Regions from separate parts of the Sus scrofa genome. Here all the other regions are linked to region 1. A link is a contact called in public HiChIP or PLAC-seq data. All regions are on one chromosome and are shown on one strand. Each heading gives the region's core, a stretch centred on a gene start, on an enhancer-like site or on the middle of the called end of the contact. The rest is flanking DNA. Distances are from core to core; before and after follow the strand shown.

Evidence for each region. HiChIP or PLAC-seq counts read pairs in DNA pulled down with a chosen protein or histone mark.
Region 2: an H3K27ac HiChIP or PLAC-seq map of skeletal muscle shows a contact between it and region 1. The contact joins the enhancer-like site here to the promoter of TBC1D8 in region 1. A contact is called at or near these places in 1 of 5 promoter capture datasets (liver), 7 of 47 Hi-C or Micro-C datasets (alveolar macrophages, embryonic fibroblasts, heart right ventricle and 3 more) and 1 of 2 datasets of contacts at active chromatin or transcription factors (skeletal muscle).
Region 3: an H3K27ac HiChIP or PLAC-seq map of alveolar macrophages shows a contact between it and region 1. The contact joins the promoter of RNF149 here to the promoter of TBC1D8 in region 1. A contact is called at or near these places in 4 of 47 Hi-C or Micro-C datasets (alveolar macrophages, heart right ventricle, liver and 1 more) and 1 of 2 datasets of contacts at active chromatin or transcription factors (alveolar macrophages).

What each region holds. Positions count from the first base shown.
Region 1 is chr3:53,147,384-53,150,610 of Sscrofa11.1, reverse strand. It overlaps TBC1D8 (TBC1 domain family member 8), which reads right to left and starts at 1,552. Exons shown (of 20, transcript XM_021087166.1): 1 at 1,197-1,552. The coding sequence starts at 1,323.
Region 2 is chr3:53,268,355-53,271,581 of Sscrofa11.1, reverse strand. TBC1D8 (TBC1 domain family member 8) reads right to left here. Exons shown (of 20, transcript XM_021087166.1): 16 at 1,215-1,455; 17 at 656-721. Among named protein-coding and RNA genes, the nearest start is that of RPL31, 25 kb to the left of the region's middle. Within about 2 kb of position 1,436, at least 6 of the 83 cell types and tissues checked have an H3K27ac peak or open chromatin away from gene starts, as enhancers often do. A contact at or near this core is called in skeletal muscle, where this site is marked.
Region 3 is chr3:53,030,880-53,034,106 of Sscrofa11.1, reverse strand. It overlaps RNF149 (E3 ubiquitin-protein ligase RNF149), which reads right to left and starts at 1,675. Exons shown (of 9, transcript XM_013995949.2): 1 at 893-1,675. The coding sequence starts at 1,334.

The sequences.
Region 1 (3,227 bases), core at 303-2,802:
AGAGTCTAAAATAGCTCTCTGCCGCACACCTGTCCCCACTGATAACCACCACCACAGGTCACCCCACCACCCTTTCCATCCAGAAATCCTGCCAACTCTTGCCTGAATCCTTGAGGCTCTGTGACATCTGCCCTCCTTAAAGTCTATAGTGCGGGATGGGAAATTCCCCTCGCACTTGGTTCTGTCCTTTCAGGACTTATTTATTAACTGCATTTCCCGGTAGACTTTACTCCTGGAGGGCCGGCCACAGAATAAGGAGAGAGCAGTCACCAACCCCAGCTCGGCCCCTTGGCCACTCTCTCCCTAGCCATGGTCTCCTCCTGGTAGAAGGAGGCACGTGGTGGGAAGATCTAAGGTCCGTTTTATTTCAGATTCCAAAATTTGAAAAGTCCACACAGGTTCCCAAGATACTACTGGAAAAAGCTAGTATTCCTCTACTGGCCTGTTAAAACAGGTGTCCCTGCTAACACAAGCTGTCCAAACCCTTGATTTTCAAAGAGTTTTGGACCAAAACTTATAGGGAGTGGCGAGGAAATGCTGTTTTCCATAAATTTTACGAGCCTGAATTTTTTTTTCCCCCCTATCCTTTCTCCTAGGAAGAAAGGAAAGAGATGAGGGTAGGGCGAGGACAGGAAACTGACCTGCCGAGTTTTGCTAAGTTCAGGAGCTCGGGATTCGCACCACTTGGGTTTCTCCTCTGGGCGTGAGAGGGTTCCCGGAGCCAGGGCCTCTCGAGCTGCGCCCCGCCGTGGGCTGGCCGTGTCCCCAGCGGCGACACCACCTGGAGCCTCGGGCACGTCCAGATGGCCAGGGCGGGCCGGACCCGCTGTCACCTGGCCCGGCCCCGCGGCCCCGCTCCCCCCGGGGCGGCCCTCGCTCCAGCCGGCATCTCTCCTCGGATTCCCGAGCCAAGCCTGGCCTCCGGGCGGTCACCGGGCCAGGCAGCGGAGGCACCTGCCTCGCCCGGGAAAATGCACGAGCCCGCAAGTCCCTTCTGCCACCACCCCGACCGGGACTTGCTGGAGAAATGCAGGAGAAAGGAAAACAAGCCCGAGGTAGGGCCGGGCCGGCCCGGCGTCTCCAACGAAACCCCCAACTGCGCTGCAGCCCCGAGCTGGGGCCGTGGGCCCAGCAGGGAGCGAGGTCCGGGCCCGGCCGCTGCGCCTGCCTGCCCGCCAGCTTCGCGCGCCCCTTACCCGTGAGCCGGCCGCCCCCCTCGCCATGCCCGCGGCGCCGCTGGAGGATGAAGTAGCAGCTGCTCTTCTGAGTCACCCAGAGCTTCAGGGCGTTCTTCAGCAGCACCTCCTCGGGCTTGAGCCACATCGCAGCGGTCCGGCCGCGCCCGCGGGCCCCGGCTCACATCGCCCCGGTCGCCGGGCCGAGCCCGATCGGGAGGAGTCGGCAAGGCGAGAGTGCGACCAACCGGCGCCCTGCGCTCGGGAGTCCCGGGAGCGCTGTAGGCGCAGCTCGCCCCTTGCAGCCCGCGCAGCCCGCGCGTCGGTCCCGCCCCTGGCCCGCCCGGGCCCCGCCCACGGAACCGCCCACCGGGCACCGGGCCACGCCCACCAGTCGCCCAGCGTCCACCCCGCCGGCTCCGGTGGCGCCGCCCGGTTTCCGAATCCCGGCGGCTCCCGCGCAGTTCCGGAGTGGAGGGAGGAAGTCCAGTCCCGGCGGCCAGGCTCCCCGCCTCTCTCGCTGAGGGCGCCAAGGCCCCTCTCCCCTCCTCCGTCCCTGCGAGGTCACAGCCCGGAGAGCTGGAGGAGGAGGTGATGGGGAAAAAGACATCTTGTCGCAGCTCCAGGTTTCCAGCCTAGGGAATTTATCTTTGGGGGGACAGAATGCGTGCCAGGAAACCGAGGTGTGTGTGGAATAACACAGCATTTAAAATAACAAGAAATATTTCTATAAATAATCGACAGATAGCATTCAAAATTAAAAACAATTATTTGCCTTTTTTTTTTTTTTTTTTAAGTGCTGAGCATACGTTTTCTTTGCTCCCACGAGGGATCCCACGAAGCTGCCGAAGAGGCAGCGATGTTGTGGGACCCTGAGGCGAGTGTCAGACCAAACTCAGCACTAGACGTGGACACCCATCCTGCACACAGAAGATGCTGATTTTAGGGCCCCTCCTGAGGATCCCCTACCCAGGAATGAAACCAGTCACATTGGTTCCCAGAGACGTGAAAAGCTGGGAAGTATGGAGGAGATGATAGTAAAAACTATAGGGATTGTGGAGGCAGAGTTTCAAAAATGAGATATTTCTTCAAAGTGTGGTGGACCTGACTTGGCTGCTGGCCTGAACGGGCTGGGGATCTCCATGAGCAGTCTCCTCAATTAAATCCAACATCCTAGGAAGAGAAAAAAAGAAACTCCATCCACCTGACGGTAGGGTTTCAACAAAAGGACCCCGGACAAAACATGACTATTAATTGGGACAAAACTGAAAAGTGGAAGCAAAGTAAAGCTCCCACCAGCCTCCCGGGAACTGAGCAGAAGCTCTTCAATGGAAGCCAAGGAACTTGTTTGCAGACGATCAGAGGGATCAGCTCAGAAACCTAGCCCTGACCTGACAGGTAAGAAGCCAGGTAAGATCCTGTACCCAGGAGGAACAGGACAGCCCACCCAGGGGGCAGAGGCATGTGTGGTCCAGAGCTACAGCCTTGAGGCACAACTGAGAAAGGAAGTCATCTGTTCTCAGGGAGATGTGGGTGCCCCAAGGGGTACAGAGAGTGGGCAGGGGTGGCTGAAAAATATTCCTTCCAGAAATGGTTGCTGGAAACTGCCCCTCCCCCCACTCTCTGCAGGCCCTGGAATTGCCGAGAGAAGGGGACTGAACATGGGCCCTGTCCTAAAGGACTCACAAGCAAGAGACCAGGCCCAAAGTGTCATGGGAGTCATGCTGGGGACAGCAGGATGCACAGAATGAAGGCGCAGTTCCCTCGCACTGGGGATTGACAAAGCCCCACAGGGCAGCTGTGGTTTGACTGGGGCTGGGAAAACAAATATGTTTGCCACAGGGTCAAGTGGGAACGGCAGGTCCGGTGAGCAGATCAACCCATATGCCCTTGTGGTTGAGGGCACACCTCTGGAGAAAGACTGTCCTAGATCAAACCCCGTTCCTGCCACTGGTTCACTGCACAACCTTGACCTCGGGCAAGATAGGTTACTCAGGGAGCCCCAGTCCAGTCGGCTGTAAAATCGGGATCATCATGGCAGCTCCTTTATAG
Region 2 (3,227 bases), core at 187-2,686, 120 kb before region 1:
TATGTGTGAGTCAGAACAATTAAGAAAGAAAAGGATCATAGTGGGAACGAAGAGGTAAAACTGTCACTATTCACAGATGACATGATACCACATATAGAAAATCTTAAAAGCACCATCAGAAGACTCTTAGAATAAATGAATTCAGTAAAGTTGTGTACACATATACATGCACACGATGGAATCCTGCTCAGCCATCAAAAAAAAAAAAAAAAAAAAAAAAAAAGGAAGGAAATTCAGAGTTCCAGTTCCAGTTGTGGTTCAGTAGCAATGAACCCGACTAGTAACCATGAGGACGCGGGTTCAATCCCTGGCCTCACTCAGTGGGTTAAGGATCTGATGTTGCTGTGAGCTGTGGTGTAGGTCACAGACATGGCTCAGATCCTGCATTGCTGCGGCGTAGGCCGGCAACTGCAGCTCTGATTCAACCCCTAACTTGGGAGCTTTGATATGCCGCAGGTACGGATTTAAAAAAAGACCAAAAAAAATTAAAAAATAAAATGAGATACTTAAAATCTGTCATTAGCCACCCCAATCAAACTAGACACACGTGTTGCCTCAAGTTGAATAAATTTAAAACGAGAAGAAAGGGTTGTGCACAAAGCGGATTTATGTCAAGACAGAACAGAGCCTGACTTTTCTACTTGGAATTTCTTACCTGGAGGGATATGAAGCCTGTATAACAGCTTGATTTTCTCATTCATTTCTCCGTTATACATGATATCTGCAAAATTTTTAAAAAGAGAGAGACTGACTAGATGCAAATGATTAAAGTCTATGTGTCATGACACAAAGTCACTGTGGGGAGAGGGGTGAGGTCAATGCTCAATTGACCTGACATCCACCCCTGCCCCAGACACACTGAGTTTGAAAGGAAAACAAGAAGGGTGGTGACTGATTGGAGACTGGATAACCTTGGGAACTTTGGCCTCATGACTTCTGGAAGATTTTAATTGTAGCTGCAAAAGTTAAGAACGTGTCTCCTAACAAGCCACCACCACACCCGGGAGGTCAGTGACCTTGGATGTGGAGAGCCTGGGCCCCTGCCCCACCCGCCTTGGGCAGCCTATAAAAGTGGTCATGAGAGGAGCCTGCAAAGGGACTGTTAAAAATCACAAAATCACATCAGACTAGACACAAATCCACCTCCCTGAGTGGCCGTGCCTGCTTCATCACTCGCCCAATGAACTTGCTGCAGTAAAGACCCAGAGTCATACCCAGACAGCTCACGAAGGCTTTGAATTCAATAAGGTGGTCCATGTTGTCGTCCAGGAGCCTGAAAGTCCTCTCGGCCAGGATGTCTGTGTGGGCCCCACAGGTCCACGGCGAGACGAGCTGAAACAGGCGTGCAAACTGCCGGGCGTCTATGCGGTACTGCTCTGCGTAGGGCCTGCTGGGGTCGTGGCGCAGGGCCAGAGGTCCAGGCTGCTCCCAGTAGCAGCTCATCATGTGTTCTCGCTGAGGGGGAGGGGGAAGGGCTGTGAGGGCGGCACCTGGGCGAGGCCCAGGCTTAAGAGGCCTTCCTGCCTCAATTACTCTGCCTGCTAAAATTGTTACCACTGAGTAAGCAACATCACAACAAATAAAAACATTATCTCACCCTCTCACCACTCCAACCAGATGTGTACTTTTCCCTATTACCCTGTAGTCTATGCCTACACGAATATGTTAATTTTGACATTTTTTTCTTTTAATTAAGGTTTCTTTTGTTTTTTCATTGTAGCAAGATGCACACACCAAAATTTATCATTTTAACAATTTTTAAATGTACAGCTTGGCTGCTATAGTTTGAATTATAGAAGTCACATAATTTCTACTCTGCTATTTTCACTTAAGATCCTATTATTTGAAAGTCAAAAAGTACTGACAAATCTATAGGACACAGAAGAAACTATTAACACTGGTCCCCTGTTGGGACAGAAATAGGGGCAGAGATTCAGATGAGGAAGTGAGCCTTTTTACTGCATGTTTTTTTTTTTAATATGTTGTGAATTTTGAACCATATCAATAGGTTAAAAATTCAAAAATTTAAAAAACAGAGGCAGTTTGAAGTCTTGGGAAGAGACTGAAAACTAAAGCAGTCAAAACTGGCCCTGTCACCTAGGACCAGATCAGCCTCTCTTTTTTTTTTTTTTTTTTTTTTTTTTTTGGTTGGTCTTTTGTCTTTTTAGGGCTCCACCCGTGGCATATGGAGGTTCCCAGGCTAGGGGTCGAATCAGAGCTACAGCTGCTGGTCTTTACCACTGTTGGAGACCACTGAACTGCTGAACTCTGCAGAAGGCAAACTTGGAGCATGTGCAAAAGCACAAGAAGCTAACACGCAGAATTCTAAGGTACAGGGTCTCCTTCAAAGACAAGCTAAGGGAGTTATGCATTAACCATGAGCAGCTGCATTATGCCCTAGAGGTATGCACCTGTAACTAGTTTCTTTGTTATTCACTAAGAGATCGCTTTGTCATTGCCTGCACCTGATTTTGCTCATTACCTCTTCCCTAATAAAAGTCATGAGGGCTAAAGCCTAGGTGCCTTTGTTCTGCAGAACAGAGTGCCTCCTGGTCCCTCACTTTCTAAATGTAAAACAGTCTTGTGGAGTTCCCGACGTGGCGCAGTGGTTAACGAATCCGACTAGGAACCATGAGGTTGCGGGTTCGGTCCCTGCCCTTGCTCAGTGGGTTAATGATCTGGCGTTGCCGTGAGCTGTGGTGTAGGTTGCAGACGCGGCTCGGATCCCGCGTTGCTGTGGCTCTGGCGTAGGCCGGTGGCTACAGCTCCGATTCAACCCCTAGCCTGGGAACCTCCATATGCCGCGGGAGCGGCCCAAGAAATAGCAGCAACAACAACAACAAAAAAAAAAAAAAAAAAAAAAAACAGCCTTGTGTGTTAGGCCACGCTTCCCTCCCTCATGATCTCCCATTGCCCTGCAGCACTGGATTCGGCACACCTCAGCCACAGTAACTTGGGATCCAAGCTGGGTCTCCGACCTACACCACAGCTCACAGCAACGCCAGATCCTTAACCCACTGAGCGAGGCCAGGGATGGAACCCGCGTCTTCATGGATACTAGTTGGGTTCGTTAACAGCTGAGCCTCGACGGGAACTCCCTGGGCCAGCCTCTTTAAAACGCATCTTTTACACCTGTACTACATCACCTCTTGGGACATCTCAACTCACTGAAAGGGGTCCCTAATGAGTACAGGGTTCTGCACAAGTTCAATGCCTTCTGCCCACAA
Region 3 (3,227 bases), core at 426-2,925, 120 kb after region 1:
AAAGAGGCTAAAACAGAACAAAATAAAAGCACAGAAAAAAGGCTCTGACTTGCAGCAGCAGCAACTTTAAAGAAAGATTTTAATCACATTAAGTTCAGAATGACTCTTGCTCTCACAAGGCCTCACAGAAATACTGCCATGTTCACTGATGATCAAATTATTACTTGGATTTCAGTTCTAAGAATGATACCCTTGCAAAATATGCCTCCTAGACTCTCACGACTTCTAGAAGATGTGACCTGCTGCCCTGGAGAATCGTGTATGTGGGAAGGGTCGCCTGGCAAAAAGTATGATTGCAACTTAAAAATTTTCCTCTAAACTCAAGCCTCAAAGAATCGGACTGGGAGTAGAGCCAGCACTGCAACCTTCTATTTAGCACGTGAGAAAACAGTACCCCAACTTAAGGCCAGGTTTTCTGACTCCAGGTTTAGCATATTGACATGTTTTAGGAAAGCGAAGAAAGCCAGACCCTGGAATGCTCCTACTCCTGCTCCACCTGCCTCGGGGCGAGGCCGCCTGGCAAGGGACCCACGATTAGGAACCAGGAGACTTTCTATCCGTGAGAACCACCATCCTCCTCCAGTGGGTTTTAATTTCTTCCGTTCTTCCCACTGCCCTGCAGAAGACACTTCTCTTGACCTGAAGGACCCAGGGAGAAGATTTAATCTTGTTCGAAGGCTGGTCTCCCTCCTAAGAGCACCCGGGGTGTGTGGGGGGGGGTCACACCCAGTAAACCTAGAGCTTCCCCCGTGGTTCCCGACAGTGGGAGCCCATCGCTGTCCCGCCTCTAGCCCTCCTTGCTGCTGCCCCTCGGGGTAGGGTCTGAGGACCCGGCCTTCGGCCGGGACCGCGGCGCAGACACCCACTCCGTCCCCGCGCCCCGGCACCTCACCCGCGTGGGACATGGGCGAAGTGAAGTTCCCGTAGTGCTCCTCGTTGTACAGGACCACCGCCGAGGCGTTTCTTCGAGCCGCTGCCAAGACCTTGTCCTTGAAGGTGCAGCCCCCGCGCGCCACCAGCGCGACCCAAGGCGCGGCCCCTTGAACGCCGGGCACGAGGAAGCGCGTGTAGGGCTCGCAGCCCTCGGGGTCGCGGTCTTCCGCGCGCGGGACGCCCACCAGGCCGTGCGCGCCCTCCTTAGGCGAGCTGTCGCCGAAGCGGCCGCTTTCCGAGACGCTCCGCACGGTCCGGTTGGTCTGCGGGTCCACGTATTCGGTGCTCACCACCGCCGAGAACCACTCGAGTGCCCGGCCCCGGGCGCCGGGGGAGCACAGGGCCAGCGCTAGCAGCGCCAACGCGCCGCGGGCCTGGAGCCGCCGCCGCCGCCACGCCATGGCCCCTGCCGCCGGGCGACTCCCGGAGGGCCGGAGGGAGCGCGCGTACAAGGGCTCTGAGGAGAGCAGAGAAGCGGCCGCCGGCGGCCGAGCCCGGGAAAAGAGAGTCCGGGCGGCAGGCGGGGCCGCGGCGCACGCGCACCTGGAGGAGGGACGGGAGGGGCGCGGCGAGGGCGGGGCTGCGGCGCACGCGCACCTGGCGGAGCGGCGGAGGGGCGGGGGCGGGGCCTGGGCCAGTTCCTCCCCCCCTGCAGACCCCAGTGAGGTGCGCTCGGGCGGAGATCTTCCAGTGCTTGAGAGCGTCTCCACCTTTCTGCCGCTTGGAGGTCCCGGAACCCGGGGAGCCTGCGGACCAAGGCTCGGGTGTGAGCGAATGACGCGACAGTTTGCGCCAAGCCGCGTCACCCCGTGGCCAGTGGCCGAGTTTGTGCAACGGGACTTGTAGCACGCTGAACGAAGCCGGGGGAAGTGACCGCCGCAGAAACGGGAAGCTTCTTTGCTAACCGGCCGGAGGCGTGGGAGCGCTGTTGTGTAAAATCGCCGAACGGATGTTTATGAAGAATTTACTGTGCGAGGCACATGGCGAAGGCCTTGCTTATCTAAAACTTTGAAAATTAGTTTAGAAACTCCAAAGCTACACGTCTTTTCCAGATACTTTATGTTACCGATTTCAGTATTTTATGTATAATCTTTAGTATTGAAGTCATTGCATCGCACTACTTGTTCAGATGAGCACTTAAATGGTACAGCATTAAATATAAAAAGAAAATTTGTTGTTTGGAAATAAAAATCGGGTGATAGTGCACATGAAACTGCTCTGGAAAGGAAGTCTTAGCAGGAAAAGAGGTTTAGAACACTGATTTCTGACTGACTCATCTTCCTTTTTTGTACAAGGACCTGTAATCGCAGGAAGTAGGTTGCTACCACTCACATCAGGCGTTTTGTTGGGCCTTACACGCTCTCATGAGTCCTCTGTTGTTAAGCCTTTCTTGGACTGAGTGTTTTAAGATGCTGCTCCAAAATGCAGCCCACAACCCATAAGTTTTTCTTGAAATTGGATCTCCTCTCCCTTTCCCATTAGGAAACTAGTTTTCCAAAGGCTGAAAGGATCCCAGGGCTTGAGACCTTCTTCTTCTTGTCCCAGGCCTAGAATAGGGAGATCAGTTATGCTGGTCATGGCAGGCTAGGAAATGGCCAAGGACAGCCATGATTTGCTGTAGCAAAACAAATACTTGTAGTTTCCAGAAGAGGCCTTTGCAGTTTCATGCTACATCTGGCACAATCATTTCCTACTTTCTGAAATCAACCTGCTCCTGGCTCTTGTCCTGGCAAACACCAACTTCAATTTCAAGGTTTAACTCCAAAGCTATTTCTTCTGTGAAACCTTCCCCAGTTCCTAAAAGCAAACTTGGGTGCTCCTAATTTGCACGTTGCTTGTGTATGTTATGCTTATGCATAATGAGGTGCCAGCACTACTGCTTTCTAAATACAGTTTTTAGTCTTCAACTACTTGAGTTTCTTCAAGGCCGGGATTGTCTTTGCTGTTTTTCTGAGTCCACCTTAGCTAGCAGACATCATGTGTGTAATCCATGTTCGTTAAATAAGCGAAATAGCTCTTTTTCTACCCATTAAGACGCACGATTACTTACAGGTTTGTTGCTCAGAGACGCTCACAGGCTAATAGAAACAGGCCTGCAGCTGCTGAGCCCTTAGACTCACACCCAAGTCTTGGCTTTTATTTTTTCACTATCAGCTACAGGCCTCAGCTAGTCACCACCCTCATCCTAACCCCCACCTCCCTCCAAAGCTGTGGTCACTGGCTCAAACCCTAGGGCCTTCAGACTTACAGAAGTTGCCCCTCAGTCTTTTCAGTTCCCCTTCCCTGCCATCCAC